6 separate regions of the Mus musculus genome follow, and all the other regions are linked to region 1. A link is a contact called in public HiChIP or PLAC-seq and promoter capture Hi-C data. All regions are on one chromosome and are shown on one strand. The core of a region is the stretch at or near the end of the contact, and the rest is flanking DNA. Distances in the headings are between cores, read along the strand shown. Region 1 holds the start of Hfm1 (HFM1, ATP-dependent DNA helicase homolog). Region 2 holds the start of Evi5 (ecotropic viral integration site 5). Region 3 holds the start of Gfi1 (growth factor independent 1 transcription repressor). Region 4 holds the start of 4930428O21Rik (RIKEN cDNA 4930428O21 gene). Region 5 holds the start of Glmn (glomulin, FKBP associated protein). Region 6 holds the start of Btbd8 (BTB (POZ) domain containing 8).

Region 1 (2,718 bases), core at 68-2,567:
ATCTAATTTTTCATTCTAAAAGAAAGTGAAACAAATTAAAACTAATTTTAAATGTTACCCTGTACAAAAAGACCTCCCATGCACACAGTAGCAAGAACATTTTTCTGGTTTTAGTATAATAGTCGGTATAACTTTAGTTCAGAATAAAAACATCACATATATATTTTAATTCTGATGTACTCCAATGGGGGGAAAACTCTTTATCCAAAATTGTGCATCTCTCCATCTTGTATTCTTAGCTTTTTAAAAAACACTCACCTGTAATTGTTACTGTGTGTTTAGTTTATCTTTCTCCCTAGAAAGCAAAAAAGGGATGTTTGTTTCTTCTTCTTAATGTGCTTCAATAACCTGGAACAGTTCCTGGCATAGAGAAGATAACCCATAAAAATTCATTTTGGAATGAGTGCACTAGCAATCAATTTATAAAATAATTCTAAATAAAGCAATTTTAGTCAACTGATTTCCCTCAGTTAAGTTTGAATTTTTTATTTTTCTAGCTGGACTCTAAAAGATGGTGAATTTGGAATTTTCATGATGTAAATAAATACTTTTAAAAAACCATCCCTAAAATAAACGTTACATTTTGATGTAAGGTGATAACTTTTTAATTAAAGTTTTAAGTTTAGATATTCTAAATTTGTCTCAAAGTTCTTATTTCAGAGCCTCGCATAGTGGTACAAGCTTATAGTTCAGCCCTGGAAAGGTGGAGGCAGGAGGATCAATTTAAGGCCAGTCTCAGCCAAGGTCAGCTTGGGCTACATACACACACACACACACACACACACACACACACACACACACACACACAAAACAGGTCTCACCGTGTAATACAGAAATATAGTGCAAAATTCTGTAAGTGATATCGCCCCAAGTATTTTTAGAGTCCACACTGCGACCTGTTTTGTATGGCTTGTGGCTTGTAGAAGTAACACACACCTTTCTGTATTTCTGACAACCTTAGTATCTTATTCTCTATGATCTTTTACTTGTTGTATAAAAGTACTGGACAGCGGTTTCCTTATAATTTTTGCAACTGAAAACATACTTAAAGGCGAGTGGCTCCCAACAGCAACCCCAACAGTTGGGAGGTGGAAGATGAAGCTAGGCAGGGATAGCCTAGGCTACAGAGTGGGGACCTGTCTCAAACAAACTAGTACTTATGTCAGAAGCGCAGACGTCCACGCATAACAACCAACCCGTCAGAAATCATCCGCCGGTGCAGAGACCCAGGCCCAGCGACCACGCACCACAACTGAGCGCGAGGGGAGGACAGCGGACTAGAGAACAGACCGGCCCGGCGCGCTCCGGGCGGGAGGCTGAGGCGACGCGCATGCGCGCCTTCCCCGCCGCACCTCCGACCCCCGCACCGCACGGTGCGCCTCAGGCCTCAGGCCGCGCTCCCTGACGGGAATGTGTGGGAGACGCCCGCTCGCTCGCTCGCTCGCCCGCTGAGGGCGCCCGGCTGCCCGGCCCGGTGGTCCATACCCCACGCATCCCCTCCCCATCCCTCGCACTTCCCTCCCCGTCACGCGCCTCCTTCCCCACCTCCTCCCTCCCCGCACGCGCTTCCCTACCCACCCACCCTACCTCCCTCCTCTCCCCGGCCCCGCCACTGCTCGCTCACCGAGCCCCCCACGCGCCCACGCGAGGCGCGCGCGTCCCGCCCAGGCCACAGCCACCTGCCGGGGGGAGGGGGGCTGAGTCGAGCGCCGATTTACCGACCCTTCGAACGCCCCCCAAGCCCGGCTTAGTCAAACGCCTAAGAATGGATCGGCAACCCCCAGTCCCCTTCCCAGCCCAACTGTTTCCTTCAGAGATGTGTGGTTGGTTTTGATGGGCGCACCGCTAATCATTAAATAAATATCTTACCTTGGGGGTCCTCTACTGCCAGGCATTAGCTAGGCCGCAGCCCTGGAACCTCCATTTTCTTCCTACCTAAGTGTCTAATTTAAAATGGCACCCATTAGGTCACTGTTGAGCTACAAGACTGAGTTTAAACATTCTATCCAGAGAGGTCAGGAAATACATCTGATGTAAATATTTGATACCAAATATCAATTATTTATTTCCAGAGCGTGCCTATGCCTGGCCCCCAGCTCTTCTTTCTACACTCTATTTCCCTTAAGCAGACATTGACATTGTGTTTCGTTGTTTAACAGTACGATTAGAAAAAGTGTATGTTTAAAAACTTCAAGCAGATCTCTGCTGTATTTGAAGCATCTATTGTTAATTAGCGTGTATATATTTAAAAAAACACATACAAAGTGCTTTTTTTTTTCTATTGACTTAACGCGCAAGTGGCAGCTTTGCCCACCATACAAGTCATCTGCGCAGATCGCATAAAACACAGCAGCCTCTGAGCAATTCTGAGGCTTGTTAATGTTTTATTTCCCACAAGTGAGCACCCAAGCCACGATAGGCTCTGAATTTTCCCTTCCACAGAGCTTGCTGGGCACACCACAGGTCCTGGCTTCTTGGCCTCTGAGAGAACTAAGCTCTGCTGCTGGGAAGTCTCGCTCCTACACGTGCTCACCTCTGTACTCAGAGCAGAGGCAGAGCTGAATAACCCCTTCAAACCACAAAACTAATGTTTAGGTCTCACTTATAAACAGCTCCCTTCTGGCAAATTTTACATCCTAATTTCTAGGTTCTGAAATAGAGTAAAATCTTAAGCCAAGGAACTAATTTGAACTTGTTTATTATACTGTGAGTTCTATA
Region 2 (2,718 bases), core at 119-2,618, 940 kb after region 1:
AAGTCACACACTGATAAAGTACCACCATCCAAATCGCAGCATTTTTTGAAGATGGTAAGCATCGTAAGTATGGAATAACTAGAGTTCTCAACCGTCTTGAGAAGGCCCAACAGAACCTAATGCCAGAAATTTTTAAAAAATAATCAACCAGAAATAGTGGCAATATACTGCAAGGAGGTCGACGGCAGGAGTACGGGGACAGCCTGGGCTACATAGCAAAACTCTGACCCAGAAAGAAAACCAAACAAAAAAAAAACAGCAATTCCACTCCTCCGAGGTATATATCCCAACCTAGTAATTTGTTGGTTTGTGTTGGTTCACTTAAAAATCATTACCTGAAAACTTAAAATTGTGATCTTTCTACTCCAGATAGGCTTGAATAAATTTTCTAAGATTTCCTTGACACAAACTTCTCATAGAAGGTGAGCATTTTCTATCTTACAGGAAGCAAAGTTCTGGAACACTGAGAAATTATTACTAATAAAATTTAAAACACACACACCAAAAAAAAAAAAAAAAAAAAAAACACCGCGCAAAGATTAAAAACTACCAACAGACCATGTTTCTCTAACTTCAGGAAGCTCTGGAATTCATTCTCTCGGCGGAGAAAGGTTTATTATTCTCCAAAGAAAACCGCTTGTTGCTCTTCAAAATCCCCTCCAGCAGAAACGGGACTGCGAGGGAACCGGTCCAGAACTTTTGCTTCGCTCTTTGGTGAAAAGACCTAAGGTCGGAGTCACCAGCGCAGGCGCCACCACCGCAAGCCAACCCACCGGAAACCCGCGGTTAATCTCAGGCTAGCCCCGTTAGGCGATGGGCAACCGGGTGCACAGGAGCTCCGTGCGCCGTCGCTCTGCACACCTGGCTCGCCCATCACCTGCCGGCAGCCGCCGCAGGCCGAATGGAGACGCCAACTTTCCGAGCAGGGCGCGGCGGACCGCCGTGTCCTCGAGGACGGGCCCCGAGGCCGCCCGGGCCAGGCGAGAGCGGGGAACGCAGGCCCCGGCGGGCTCGCGCCGCAAACTCGGCGGCGGCCCGGGTGGGCGGCGCGGCCCTCGGCGGCGCCCGCGCCCTCCCTCGCCGCAGCCCGGCCTGGCGCGGCGCCCCTCACCTTGGAAACCTGGGGTGGACTCCGCCGTCAACATGAACTTCCCATGCAGCCGGCGGCCGTGCCGCCGCCGCCTCCAAGCGCCTCGGCCCGGCTCGGCCTCCGCGGCCGCGTTCCCCGCGTGACCCGGCGCACGCCTCCTGCTCAGGAACCCGGAGCTGCCCGCGACCCTCCACCGTACCGCCGACGACTCGGGAGAACCCCGCGCAGCCCCACGCCCGCCAGCTCCGCCCGGCTCTGGTCGGGCCGCTTCACGAAAGCCCAGGGCGCAGGCGCGGCGAGGGCCTTAAAGAGCCCCGGCCGGCCTCTACGGCATAATGGGTTCGAGCAGGTTAGGGCCCCGGCCGCGCTGGCGAAGCCGAAGCAGAAGCCGAAGGGATTGGACCGAGAGGAACGGAGGCGGGGAGATCCCTCTCGGTCCTCCGCCCCTCTTCCCAAGCGCCCAGCCCTCGGCCATGCAAACTGCTGACTTCCCAGTCTCTCGAGCCGCCCCTGGCCAGTCAGGGAAGCACAAGACACGCCCCCTCGGAGCCCCCCGGGCGAGCATCCGCGCAGGCCTGGGGCGCGCACAGCGACGCGCAGCTTTGCGAGGGCTGCCCGGAGTCTCACTCCCAAAAACATAATATTAATCAAATGGCACTCGCGGTGGTAAAACAGGTCTTCCACTAATCCTCTAGAATAAACCGTGGGTTTTTTCGGAGTCCGGCAGAGGGTGGGCAATTATCCAACACCAACCAAGAAATTCTTAGAAGGAAATTACTTAGTTTGGGACAAAAACAGCCTATTCATTTGGGTCCTGTCAAAGGAATTGCAGGCAACAAAAAAAAAAAATAATAAAGGCAATATAAATCATTTTTGTTATATACTTGAAAGTGACCAAAAGGATAGTAATTACCATCAAGCAGTCAGAAAAGCTCTAAAATTGTTTACTAATATGATACCACTGGCTTTTACATTTAGATTTGTAAGACCTGTCCAGAAAAAGTTCCACTATCACAAGCACTTCTAGAAAAGACTATTTTTCAACAAGATTAGGATAAGAAATGGGAAGTAAAACCATGTCCTCCACCCAGCTTTGAAATTTTCAAAATAGTCTGAGGCAATTTTTTTTTTTTTTGCATAACTTAGGTCGGGTTATTAATGGCAATGTAACAACTTCATTGTACCAGGCAGTCTTGGCGCATGCCTTTGATCCCTGCACTTGAGTGACAGAAGCAAGCAGATCTCAGAGTTCAGGGCCAACCTGGTCTACAGAGTTTCAGGAGAGCCAAGGCAACACCACCCTGACTCAAAAAACAAACAAAAAACTTCATCATAATTTAATGTATCTACCCCATAGCAAAAGAAAAAAAAGTATAATGTACCTTTCCAATTTATCTGCAAATTCTTTGCTTTTATCTGCTAAAGTTTCCTTGAATCTCTCTCATCTCCTTCATCAGCAACCACCTTAGTTAAAATTACCCTGACCTGCAGATAGTGTAAGGACACTGACCTAGCCTATTTTATCCACATCCCCTCCTACCCTTCTCCAAATCTCAAACCACAAGAAGAATTTTTGTTCAAATACTGTACCATGTGACCTTGTTGCTGTTCAGTATCCCATTCTTTTG
Region 3 (2,718 bases), core at 60-2,559, 800 kb after region 1:
AGCTAAGGGACTTAGAAGGAGGCAGAGGACACTTTGGGCAAGGTGTCCAGCACAAAAGCTGGATGCCTCCCCTGAACCCTGTTCCCTTAGGAGCCAGATCCCTAGGCCGACCCTCTGCATCCCTTGTGCGGGCTTCCCTCCGTGCTGCGACTCCAGAACTCTGCCACAAGACCTCGAATCAAGGCTTACCTGGAGACACGGAGGGAGAAGGGGGCCTCCAAAAGTCCTCGAACTCGGAGCAGGGGTCACAAACGCTGCCTTCGCAGCTGTTGGGGGACGCGGAGGCCCTGTCGGGAGCCTCGGTAAGCTGAGAGTCGGGGGACAAACGCTCTCGGGGCTCCATTTTCGACTCGCCTGCACTCACAGCGCCGCCCTCTGCGGAAAAGATTCAGGAGAGAAATAAACCTAAACCTGGCCGAACTGAAGTGGTTCCACCGTGGCGCCCGTGTCCTCCTCTGTCCACTCTGACCCAACCGGGAGCCCTCCCTCCCGAATTCAAGAGCCGACTGCGAGCGCCAGGGGCATCTCTGGCAAGCTCAGCAAATCTGAGCACCGGGAAACAAAAACAAAAACAAAAAAGCACCCGAGGGGCGTTAGGATAGCCTCCCCCGATTCCTAGGAAACGAGGTGGCTTGGAGCAGAGTCGGTGTCCTCGGCAGCTGCCCTACCCGGCCTCTGCGCGCTTCGCACCTGCTCTGCCCGGCGCAGGCACGGTCTCCAGGCGCAGGGAGTAGTCCGGCCCCGGAGAACGCGGCTGGTGATAGCTGTGCGCCTTCTTGCTCTTGACCAGGAATGAGCGCGGCATGGTGGTCAGCCGCTGGACGAATGTTTGGACCCTCGGATACTCTGAGTTCTGAGAGAAGGGGGAAAATTGGGTGGAAACGAGGGTCAGCACCGATGGCGGTTGTGGTAGGTTCCCAGGCCAAGGAAGAGTGTGGGCCAGGGAGGAGAGAGGGAAGCCGCGGGAGGAGGGGCCTGGACCCAGGCGCCACGCTCACCAGGTGGCACTCGGACAGGTGGCACGAATCCCGGCCTCCGCCGCCACTGCAACAGCTCAGTGGTAAAACCTGTCCCCAGGCTCTGGCTCTGGTCCCTTTGCTCTGCCCTGCCCACGCCTCAGCCCCTCCCCTTCCCTACCAAAGCTAGATCATCACTCTCCTGAGAGCAGTAGTCCACAACTGGTCCGTTATCCCAAGTCAACCCTGCAAGCCCACCTGCTCCCTTCTGGGTTGTGGCTCACGCCAGGGATGCGTGGCTTAGTTTAGCCAGTCAGGGGGCATCAGTGTTTGGGACCCGGAAGGGGCTTGGAGCCAAAACCTCCAGGAGCCCCGCGACGAACAGAAGCGAAAGAGGGGCGTACTAGGGACTGGTTTGCCTAGGGACTATGTGCTGCAGTGGCTGGAGCAGAAGTCAGGAAGCCAGAGGCACAGGAAAGTGAGGTGGGAGTGGCAAAGGACCAACACTTGTCCCAGGAGAAACGCCCACTGGAATAGTGGTGTGGCACCGGCCAGGACGGCGACCACTGAGAAACATTCCAGACCTGTAGGCCTTGCTTCAGAAACTAAGTCCCAGAAAGAATTATTTTCTGATCTGCTCACCAAAAATCTTGTCCTAGGGAAGTTGAGTTTAAACTGCGTGCTTACTGGCAAACACGCGGTGCCCAAATTTAATGAGTGCCAACGACTTCGCGGGCCAGCAAGATGAAACCGGAGCGCGCACGAGTGAGCAGTGGCCAGAAGGCCTGGCCAGGAGGCCAGGGTCCCTGAGCATGACCGAGAGCTGGCGTCGCTCTCTTTAACCCCCAATCAGTTCACCTAATCTCGGGTCGAAACCTGAGCCCTGCAGGAGGCGGGGCTGAGACTGCGTCCCAGCTCCTGGCCCGCTCCGGGGGCGACCCTAGGGAGGCCTAGGGTGAAACGAATCCGCCTGCCTCCAAGGTCCAAGGCAATAGAGGCTGAACGGCGGCGGCGGGCTCAAAGACTGGGGCACAGGCCGGCGCACGCCCCGGGTCTTTGGGCTTCGTGCAGTTCAGACTGAGGAACCCGAGCCTCTTCGCCACCCCCCCCCAGGAGCGCGTACAGAACACACCCTGTTGTACCCACTTAAAAGGAGCCCAAGGACTCCTGCTTCAGATTCCCAGTCATAATGTATAGTCACACGCCTTGGTCGGGTTTGGCTCCCAGAACCCAGGCTCCGGCGCTTTAATTTTCCCGCACTCCCTGTCTGTACAGCCAGACGCTCCAACCAGAGGACAATTCTTAAAGCAAGCATGAAGAGCAAGAAAACAGGGCAAGAGTTCTGGAGGCCTCGATGAGGTTCGGTCCTGCGATAGCCAAGAACGGGACCCGTGGGAAGCAGGGCTGTCTGGTCCCGCGCTGGGTCTGCGCGTCAGCACCACGCGGGACAGGGTAGACACAGAGGTGGCGTCCTCGCCCAGGCCACAAACCTACGCTTCGGAGGGCTTTGCTGGGTTCCGGGTAGGAGGGGTAAGGGGATGGCAAGGAGGCCCAGCGCGTGGGAAGGCAACCTCGTGCTGCAGCTGGCGTCCAGGGGGCGGGGCGGCACGCTCCTGGCACAGCGGCCCGCCAGGCTTCCCCTGGTCATCTGAGGCTGGAAATTCGGGAGCTGAAGGCAAGGCGCTCAGAAGGAGGCCTCCAGAAGCCCGCTGCCGCCACATGCCCACCAGATGTTTTCTTCCTGCGTGGATCCCACTCTGCT
Region 4 (2,718 bases), core at 142-2,641, 780 kb after region 1:
AAATATTTTAAAAATCACTCTCTGACAGAGACTGCTGTCAGGAGTGTGATGCATAATCCTACTCCCCAGTCAGTAAGAAAACACATTTGCATTTCTGGTTTAAGAATCAGGGATTAGGGGCTGAGGTACGAGAGCCAGAGTTTGGATCCCCAGAACTCACATAAAATCCAGACAGATGTAGTGGTCCACAGGCAGATGTGGTGGAGGTCCATAGGCAGATGTAGTGGTCCACAGGCAGATGTGGTGGTGGTCCACAGGCAGATGTGGTGGTCCACAGGCAGATGTGGTGGAGGTCCATAGGAAGATGTAGTAGTCCACAGGCAGATGTGGTGGTCCACAGGCAGATGTGGTGGTGGTCCACAGGCAGATGTGGTGGAGGTCCACAGGCAGATGTGGCAGTCCACTTGCCGTGCTAGATCTCAGGCGGGAGGAGCAGAGGATCCCAGGGACAAGCTGGCTATCCAGACTTGCCAAATCCGTGGGCTCTAGGTTCAAGTGAGAGACCCTGTTTCACTATATAAGGTCAGAGTGATTAAGAAAGACACATGAAATCAACCTCTAGCCTTCACATGTATGCACATACAGACGCATATCAACCACATACATGCAAACACACACATACATATTACATGTACAAACACAGAGAAAAAATCATCAACCATACACATGCAAACACACACATACAAACACAGAGAGAAAAGTCAGTGAATAAAGAGAGTAGAGTTTTTGTCTCTGGACAGCAGCACACTGCTGGACCAGGTGTTGGAGGCAGTTGTATTTCTTTAAGGACACAGAGAATCCTGTGCACCTTACCTCCATCACACAGGTAAGAATAATTTAGGTGATAAACAGATGGTTCTGGGATTCCATCAGCAGTGAGCAGCTGATTTCTGAAATATCCCTCTGAACTGTTTGACAGGAAGAATATACTAGAATAGATTTATTGAAATGTGTGACATTTATTCCTAAGTTGATCAGTGTTAAAATCTATCGCAATGTAACTGAGAATATCAGTGCTCACTCACCTTAAAGAATGAGACCAGTAATTTGAGTTAGGACTCAAATCCCTGCTGTGTCACTTGGTATAAATTTTTACTACGTGATAGTAGTTACTAAAGTGAGGCGATATAAACTGGGTGTGAAGTTCAAGGTTGTATCCTCTGTTACATGAGTTTGAGGCCAGCCTGGACTACACGAAAGCCTGTCTCAAATTTAAAAAGATACCAGTAGCAAGCATAATGATGGTGACCCATCCACTGCCTGCCTACTCAGCACTCAGCCTTCCAGCCTTTCATTTCCCCAAGGTTTCCTAAAACTCTACCTCCTCAGCCTCCCAAGTGCTGGGTGACAGTGGGAGCCATACTTGGTTTGCAGCAGTGAAGCTCTTGCTGTGTATGATGTGGTAATCTCTCTTTTTTTCTTTTTCACTGCAGATTCAGCTTCTGAGTTGTGTTTAATCTTTAGAGTAGGATTGGTGAGTAGAGGAAACCAGATGTTTCGAAGAGACAACGTCATAGTGAAACTGAAAACATCAGCTAAGGAAAGATCTATCACACCTTTTGTTTCAGGGACAGTGAGCTTTGGGCCATCCGACTCCTTTTTATTTGATAATATAAAGTTAGTGGCAGGTACGGGAACACAACAGTAGTCCAGGCTGGCCTCAAACTCATGTAACAGAGGATACAACCTTGAACTTCACACCCAGTAATCCTGGGACTTGGGGTGAGAGAAAGAGGACAGCCTGGGATACGTAAGACCCAAATCAAAACAAAGGACAACAACAAAATGTTAATTCCTGCACATCATGAGACCAGAACAAGCCAGCCACACTCTTCCTGCTTGATTCTGCAGTAAACTGCTGTTCCTTCCAGTGCAATCTGGCCCATTCCTGCCCTGGCAATGTGATACACACAGGACTCAAACTCACAGCACAGACACTGGGATGTGAGGGAACTGCAGCCAAACTCTTAGTTTTAACCTTTCTAACCTTTCTGAGACCCTAAGCCCAGGCTAGCCCATGAAGTATGGCTGCTCTTGGCCTCTTCATTCTTCTAAACTTCCCTCTGTCTGCTGTGTAGGCTTAGATTAGATTAAAAACATTAGTGGAGCTGAGAAGACATCTCCAAAGTGCAGTGGGTATGTTAGCATCTGCCAGTGTAGGGGGAGAGATGGAGGCTTACAGCCAGCCTAGCCACCAATGAGCTCCTGATTTACTGTGAAAGATCTTGTCTCAGGAAGTTCAGTGGACAACAACAGAAGATGTCCACACAGACCTCTGATGTCTACATGCACAGGCGCCTACACACAAACATCTGTGCACATGTATAGCATATGTATACACACTACACACAAAAGAAAACCATTAATAAGTAGAGAAATGTATGCATGTATTCCTAACATACCCATGCCCAGAATTCCAACTGCTCTGAACTTTTAAGGTGAACTTTTAAGGTAAATTTTAGAGGTAGTGGAGACTAAACCCAGGGCCTTATACATGCTACATACACATGGTACCAGAGTTACATGCCATCCCCGGTAATATTTATTCATGAAGTATTTACTTTCTGACCTGCACTGATAAAGACCCTGGAGATGTAGTAATAAACAAGACAGACATGATCTTGAGTTATAAAAAAGTAAATAAAAGAAAATCATCAGGAAAATAAAGGTGAAGAGAGAATCTCTACGTAATGTATGAGAGCATCACCTGTCAATTAA
Region 5 (2,718 bases), core at 118-2,617, 670 kb after region 1:
TCATATATACCCCCTACCAACACACATAAACAGACATGTACATGATTTAATATGCTTTTAAATACAATTTACTAACGTTTACCTTCATACATATGCATGTGCCTGATGCCCATTGTGGGCCAGAACAGGGCCTGGGTTTTGAGAAATGAACCCAGGTCCTCCGCAAGAACAAGTGCTCTTAACCACTGAACCATCTCTCTAGCCCCTTATGCCCCTTGTGAGCGAGGGTCTCTCTCTCTCTCTCCATAGCCCAAGCTGTCCTGGAAATTTACCATGTAAACCAGGCCAGCCTCAAAATCAGAGACCCCTCTGCCTTTGCCTCCCAAAAGTACTAGGATTGAAAGTCACCACCACCATCATCATTATCATCTAATCTACTTTCCTGATTTTTTGATATTTACAAGTCAAAAAAGAAGAAGCAGAATTTAGTTAAGATAAATAACATGAGTGACCACAAAGTAAAGATACTCTATGCCCTTCCCATATATTTAAAGGTGTTTTCGGAGAAGTACTTACACATCTTTTTATTATGCTCTGAAGTTCCTCCACAGCCATTCCTAATTATTTTCCTAATTTTGATGCTGTAATGAACTAATACAAAAAAACCCAGTTAATTGTGTGATACCATGTAAATTATGTTTCATAAACCGTTTCATTCTGAATTATTAGACAACAAACACAATGTAAAGTTTTATAGGTTAACTGCTATTACTGAACGTTACTGTGTTAGCCTAATGAAGCATTTTTAAAAGCCCCTGATATAATGCCTAAAGAAAGTAATTTTTAAAGAATGACGAGTAAAAAAATAAAAAGAGCCCTAGAAAGAACTACTAGAAAAGCCTTTGTTTAAAAGGAAAACAAAAATCCAAATTGTGGACCTGGAATGAAAAATCTAATCATTAAGTAATTTTTTTAAATGTCCCATTGACAAAAACTGGAATCCAACATAATTAAGTCACCCAAAGAAGTTGAAGATTCCGATGCCGCCCACCCCATTCTCCACAGGATCTCCCTCCTCACATAAACAATCGTCAGTGAGATCACCGAGTATCACGAAAAGGAGGCCAGCAGCGAAGGTCCTTGCCCCGCAGGCGCGAACAGGAAAATCACACCCTACCGCGCCTGGCTGAGGCGAAGGGAGGCCATTTCTCCCTGCTCCTGCAGGGCAGGGTGTCCAGGCTCCAGCACCTCCAGAGGCCGAGCAGGAGAGCCGCGTGCGGCGCAGGTCCTGTTCGGCGAGCCCGATCCGCCCGACCCAGCATGTCTACCTACCCGCCGATCCACGCGCCTGCCTCTTGCCCTCCTCCTCCTTCTCCACTTCAGGTAGCGCAGGCCGCACTCCTGGCCCCGCCCCCGGACCGGACCCTCCCCCTCCGCCGCTCGCCCCGCCCCGCCCTGGGCCCGCCCCCTCCGCCGCTCGCCCCGCCCTCCCTGGGCCCGCCCCCAGCCCGGTTCCGGGCGAAGCGTGAGGAGGTAGATGTGCTGTCCCGACCCCCTCTTCTGACCGCATTTCCCCATGGCTGACTCTGCCGTACCTTGCTCTCTAGGCCCAAGTACCCGGGCTTCCAGCACCCACCGAGATGCTACCGGTACGAACAAGAGCCACCGTCCCAGGCTGGGACCCTGAGACCTTGGTTTGAGTACCACGCACGCGCGGGCCTCTTTCTGAGGCTGCGCCGGGGAGAGCGAGAACTCCGGGTGGATGAGGCCCAGAGCTTCCCAACGCAGGCTGTCCTAGTGCCTTCGGGGGAGGAATCCCACACTCTTACACAGGGGTTTTAGGATCTACCCGTACGTGGGAACAAGTGGCCAAGGCAGGTGGTGGTCAGTTGCCTTGAACCTTGGATTGCTTTGATATCTGGTCTCTGAGGTCTCAGACTCCTCTCTTTAGGCAAGGGAACAAACATTTGGGAGACTGAGCAATGTTTATTCTAAAGGAACCCAGTTTAGAGAGTGTTTTAAAAGCACTTGATTAAAGCGCATCCGATGAGAAAGAGTCCTCGAAGAGACTGCCGTCATGAAAATGTAAAATGTAATTAATTTACAGAAACAATTGAATTTGCTTCCTGTTTAGCCCCCCCTTTTGTTTTTGTTTTTCTGGGGGGGGGGTTGTTTTTCTTTTTTTGTACACATCGAAGTTGGAAATGAGATGTGTGAGAGAAAAGGAAATGGTGCCTACAGTGTGATATTTGGGGACTACTCTGCTACATCAAATGCATTGGCACTTGACTTTTCTCTCTTCAATTGTAGGTACTAAACAGACCCGAGCCCTGAAACGAGGAGATGCATCTAAAAGGTAGAACCACGTGGGCATCTGCATTTCACTTTGCTTTTATCTCATTAATTCAATCTGATTTGGTTTTTTTTTTCTTTTCTTTTTTTTTTTCTTTTCTTTTTTTTTTTTTTTTTTTTCTTTTTTCTTTTTGGTTTTGGTTTTTTTGTTTTGATGTTCTGTTTTCTGATCTTGCAATCTGGGAATTGAACTTAAAGACTTTGTACATTCTAATGAAGCTCTTTGTCTAATTTACCGAGCTATACTCCAGCCCAAATAGTTTAAAAGCATAGTGCATACCTTTCTTGAGAAAATACTGAAGACTCAGGAAGCACTGTCGATTCTCACGTAAGACTGCTCTGTCCTTCAGCTGTAGGAAAACCAATGTGGAGGCTTAGGCTGTTGGAAACTATCATGAACACCTGTAGAAAGTTCTGGGGACATAG
Region 6 (2,718 bases), core at 74-2,573, 510 kb after region 1:
CCCTTCACATTTTCTTAATCCAAATCATTTATTCCTCAAAGCTAAGTAGGTGTAATGAGCACAGTAAAACAAAACAAAACAAAACAAAACAAAAAAACATGCATTTTAGATTTGTAAAAATAGCTTAGCCAGGAATTCCACTGAACTCAAGGCTGCACCTGATAACCAAAACCTAGTGGCACCACTTAGATAATTAGACACAGCCCTAGAATCCCGTTGACGCCAGTAGATAGAATGTAAACAGAGATTAAGAGTCTGCCCTGTGGCTGGAGAGTCTCTCCCAGGATCCTGACCCTTAATCAAAGACTGTTAGAGTCGTCTGATACAGGCTGACTCCATGACAGGCTTCAAATTGGCAGTCCAGGAGACTAGGCCTAAGAACTGGGCAAATCCAGGCAAGCCCAGGCAAGTCAGTTACTAGAAAAAAACCCTGGCTTTAGGCAGCTGGTCAGAAACTGCCCTGCCATCAGAAGCTGTCCTGCCACCTGGCCTGAAGCAAGGGCAAAGGGTCAACAACAGTTTCCATCCCCCACACCCTGGTAACGGAATATTCTTAGAGATGGAGCAAGATGAAGGTTATCTATCCCAGAATCCCCTAATGTGCTTAAATCAGGCCTGCGAGCTCACTTGATTGTCTCTGTCTTGGTAATGGGAGACCCCAGCATGCTGGACTTCTGTAGAATAAAACACTCTTTGTGTTTACATACTATTTGAGTCCTAGGTATCATTCCTTGGCGAATCATGGACCCTTATATAACCTTCAGCTAAGATACATCACCCAGTTAAGCAGCCTTAGGGAGATGGCCTTGGGACCATAGGAATTTAGGGCATGAACCTTATGTGATGACCCTCGGCATACTAAAATATAACTTGTGCTATACCAACTATGCCTATCTACCTCCTTGCTCAGGACATTAATACTCACTACTGGAAAACTCTTGTGATCCCATCCCCCACCTTACCCCCAACCCCCATCTTTCATAAAGAGGGCAGAGGATGCAGACACCCCAGAAAGAACACATACAAATTCTTCTCACATTGATTTCAAGTCACTTCTCCATAACACTCATTAAACGGTTGACTTAACACCAACCAGTAAGAAGAAAGAACAGATTACAGCTCTGGGGACCTTCCCTTCAGGTCAGTTAGGAGGGCGCAAACAGGCCAATGTAAACAGAGCGAGTGCGCCTGCGCAGCAGCGCCCGGTCACGTGGCTACGGGCTTTGAGTCCTAGGCGCGCGGTGCCTGGTCCGCAGCATTTAGGGACCGGCTGCAAACTAGGTGGGGGCGGGAATTTTCCTTCCGGGGCGGATTCGGCTGCGCGCTGTTGGGCTCGGGAACGCCCCCGTACCGGTCCAGCGCGGCCTGGCACCGGGGTTCTGCGGCCGACATGGCCCACTGTGGAGCGGGAGGTGCGGCCCCGGTGGCCCTTCTGAGTTCCCCGGGGCATGGCAGGAAGGGGCTGCCCAGGAAGGGGCCCGGGGAGCGGCGCCGGCTGAAGGCGGCGGTGTCGGAGCAGCTCAGCCGCGACGTGCTCAGGTAGGAGGCGGGAGCAGCGCTGCTCACTCCCTCCCCGCCTCGCTGCAGTCTCGCTGGGCGCCTCCCTCCCAAGGAGGCTCAGCCCGACCCAAGGAACCGGTGTCTAGGCACTCAGAAGGAGGACAAAAATTAGACCTACACGATGCGTTGCAACCAGTGTTTCTAAGGTTCACACACCGGCAGTGGCTGTTGCTGAGTTCGGGCTGCGTCCAGACCCTGAAACACATACCATGTCTTTAAAAAGTTGGAAGAAAAATTATTCAATTAGGAAAACGAGTGTTTTCTTGACATGAAGGACCGAACCGTGTGCCTTTAACGGGGCAGCTCAGGGTCACAGCTACCATTAATTCCTCTATGCTCTTAGCAGGGAAGGCATAATTCTGACAGGTGGGCAAGATGAACCCGGCCATCAACTAGTGGGGGAAACACATACTGCTGTACTGAAAATAATTCTGGCAATAGCTCTGCTGTGCAAACCTCCCATCCACCCAAGTGGTCAGACTTGCAGACTCCTGTCTCTATTTAAATTGTTCAAAGTGCAGACTGGGGCTGGAACTCGATTTAAAGATGACGGCATATATGAAAATGCATCTCCTAAGGTGTGTATATAAGTTAGTAAAAATTTACTCAAGGCCAGCTCTTCCTTAGGCATTAATTAGCCATACGCAGACCTGTGATAAGTGCGGGAGTGATTTCTTACTGGGAATGCGTATTCTTTCTATAATAGTGTGGGTGATGAGAACCAAACCCAGGCCCTCTGCAAGAGCAATGCTGCTAACCTCTGGATCATTTCTCTCTTATTGCACAATACTTTCGTTTGCTTATTTGGGTTTCGTTGTTTTGTTTTTTGGGTTGTTTTTTCTCAATGTAGCCCAGACTGTTCAGGAACTCACTCTCTAGACCAGGATCACAGATCAGCCTGCCTCTGCCTGTCATTAGAGGCATCTGCCACCACACCTGGCTTTATTCTACAAATCTTACTGTGAACAACTGTGGAAATTTGGGGATCTTCACGTTGAGCTCATATGTTTATCGGGAAAAAAAGCTGAGGTCCTCTTCTTCATAGTCTTCATAGTCTCATTAATAAAATGATTTTAAAAACAGAGTCAATAGGCAAGCTACATGTCTTATCAGCTGCCTGGAAGCATGGGGAAGAGAAAGCCGTGCCTTTTATATCAG

What was found. Promoter capture Hi-C pulls out the DNA fragments that hold promoters and counts their contacts. HiChIP or PLAC-seq counts read pairs in DNA pulled down with a chosen protein or histone mark.
Region 2: an H3K27ac HiChIP or PLAC-seq map of embryonic stem cells shows a contact between it and region 1, with 5 times the contacts expected there. The contact joins the promoter of Evi5 here to the promoter of Hfm1 in region 1. A contact is called at or near these places in 2 of 39 promoter capture datasets (hippocampal neurons and pre-B cells) and 1 of 115 datasets of contacts at active chromatin or transcription factors (embryonic stem cells).
Region 3: a contact with region 1 is called in an H3K27ac HiChIP or PLAC-seq map of embryonic stem cells, with 3 times the contacts expected there. The contact joins the promoter of Gfi1 here to the promoter of Hfm1 in region 1. A contact is called at or near these places in 1 of 39 promoter capture datasets (embryonic stem cells), 3 of 115 datasets of contacts at active chromatin or transcription factors (double positive thymocytes, embryonic stem cells and large pre-B cells) and 1 of 9 other capture datasets (embryonic stem cells).
Region 4: a promoter capture Hi-C map of embryonic stem cells shows a contact between it and region 1, with 4 times the contacts expected there. The contact joins the promoter of 4930428O21Rik here to the promoter of Hfm1 in region 1. A contact is called at or near these places in 5 of 39 promoter capture datasets (the 3T3-L1 cell line, embryonic stem cells, hippocampal neurons and 2 more).
Region 5: a contact with region 1 is called in a promoter capture Hi-C map of embryonic stem cells, with 2.3 times the contacts expected there. The contact joins the promoter of Glmn here to the promoter of Hfm1 in region 1. A contact is called at or near these places in 7 of 39 promoter capture datasets (cranial neural crest, embryonic stem cells, hippocampal neurons and 3 more) and 2 of 115 datasets of contacts at active chromatin or transcription factors (bone marrow-derived macrophages and large pre-B cells).
Region 6: a promoter capture Hi-C map of embryonic stem cells shows a contact between it and region 1, with 4 times the contacts expected there. The contact joins the promoter of Btbd8 here to the promoter of Hfm1 in region 1. A contact is called at or near these places in 13 of 39 promoter capture datasets (the 3T3-L1 cell line, the C10 cell line, cranial neural crest and 9 more), 2 of 484 Hi-C or Micro-C datasets (both in embryonic stem cells), 7 of 115 datasets of contacts at active chromatin or transcription factors (astrocytes, embryonic forebrain, embryonic stem cells and 2 more) and 2 of 9 other capture datasets (adipose tissue and macrophages).

Annotation. Positions count from the first base shown.
Region 1 is chr5:106,924,573-106,927,290 of GRCm38.p6, forward strand. It overlaps Hfm1 (HFM1, ATP-dependent DNA helicase homolog), which reads right to left and starts at 1,318. Exons shown (of 40, transcript NM_177873.3): 1 at 1,197-1,318; 2 at 259-360.
Region 2 is chr5:107,867,680-107,870,397 of GRCm38.p6, forward strand. It overlaps Evi5 (ecotropic viral integration site 5), which reads right to left and starts at 1,369. Exons shown (of 20, transcript NM_001378824.1): 1 at 1,112-1,369.
Region 3 is chr5:107,723,034-107,725,751 of GRCm38.p6, forward strand. It overlaps Gfi1 (growth factor independent 1 transcription repressor), which reads right to left and starts at 1,310. Exons shown (of 6, transcript NM_010278.2): 1 at 691-1,310; 2 at 190-375. The coding sequence starts at 805. RefSeq lists a promoter at 941-1,329.
Region 4 is chr5:107,702,089-107,704,806 of GRCm38.p6, forward strand. It overlaps 4930428O21Rik (RIKEN cDNA 4930428O21 gene), which reads right to left and starts at 1,392. Exons shown (of 3, transcript NR_045871.1): 1 at 1,322-1,392; 2 at 161-485. RefSeq lists an enhancer at 1-2,302.
Region 5 is chr5:107,596,272-107,598,989 of GRCm38.p6, forward strand. Glmn (glomulin, FKBP associated protein) reads right to left here and starts at 1,368. Exons shown (of 19, transcript NM_133248.2): 1 at 1,273-1,368; 2 at 517-591. The coding sequence starts at 555. Rpap2 (RNA polymerase II associated protein 2) reads left to right here and starts at 1,425. Exons shown (of 13, transcript NM_144911.3): 1 at 1,425-1,589; 2 at 2,251-2,296. The coding sequence starts at 1,517.
Region 6 is chr5:107,436,607-107,439,324 of GRCm38.p6, forward strand. Btbd8 (BTB (POZ) domain containing 8) reads left to right here and starts at 1,324. Exons shown (of 18, transcript NM_001378266.2): 1 at 1,324-1,539. The coding sequence starts at 1,391.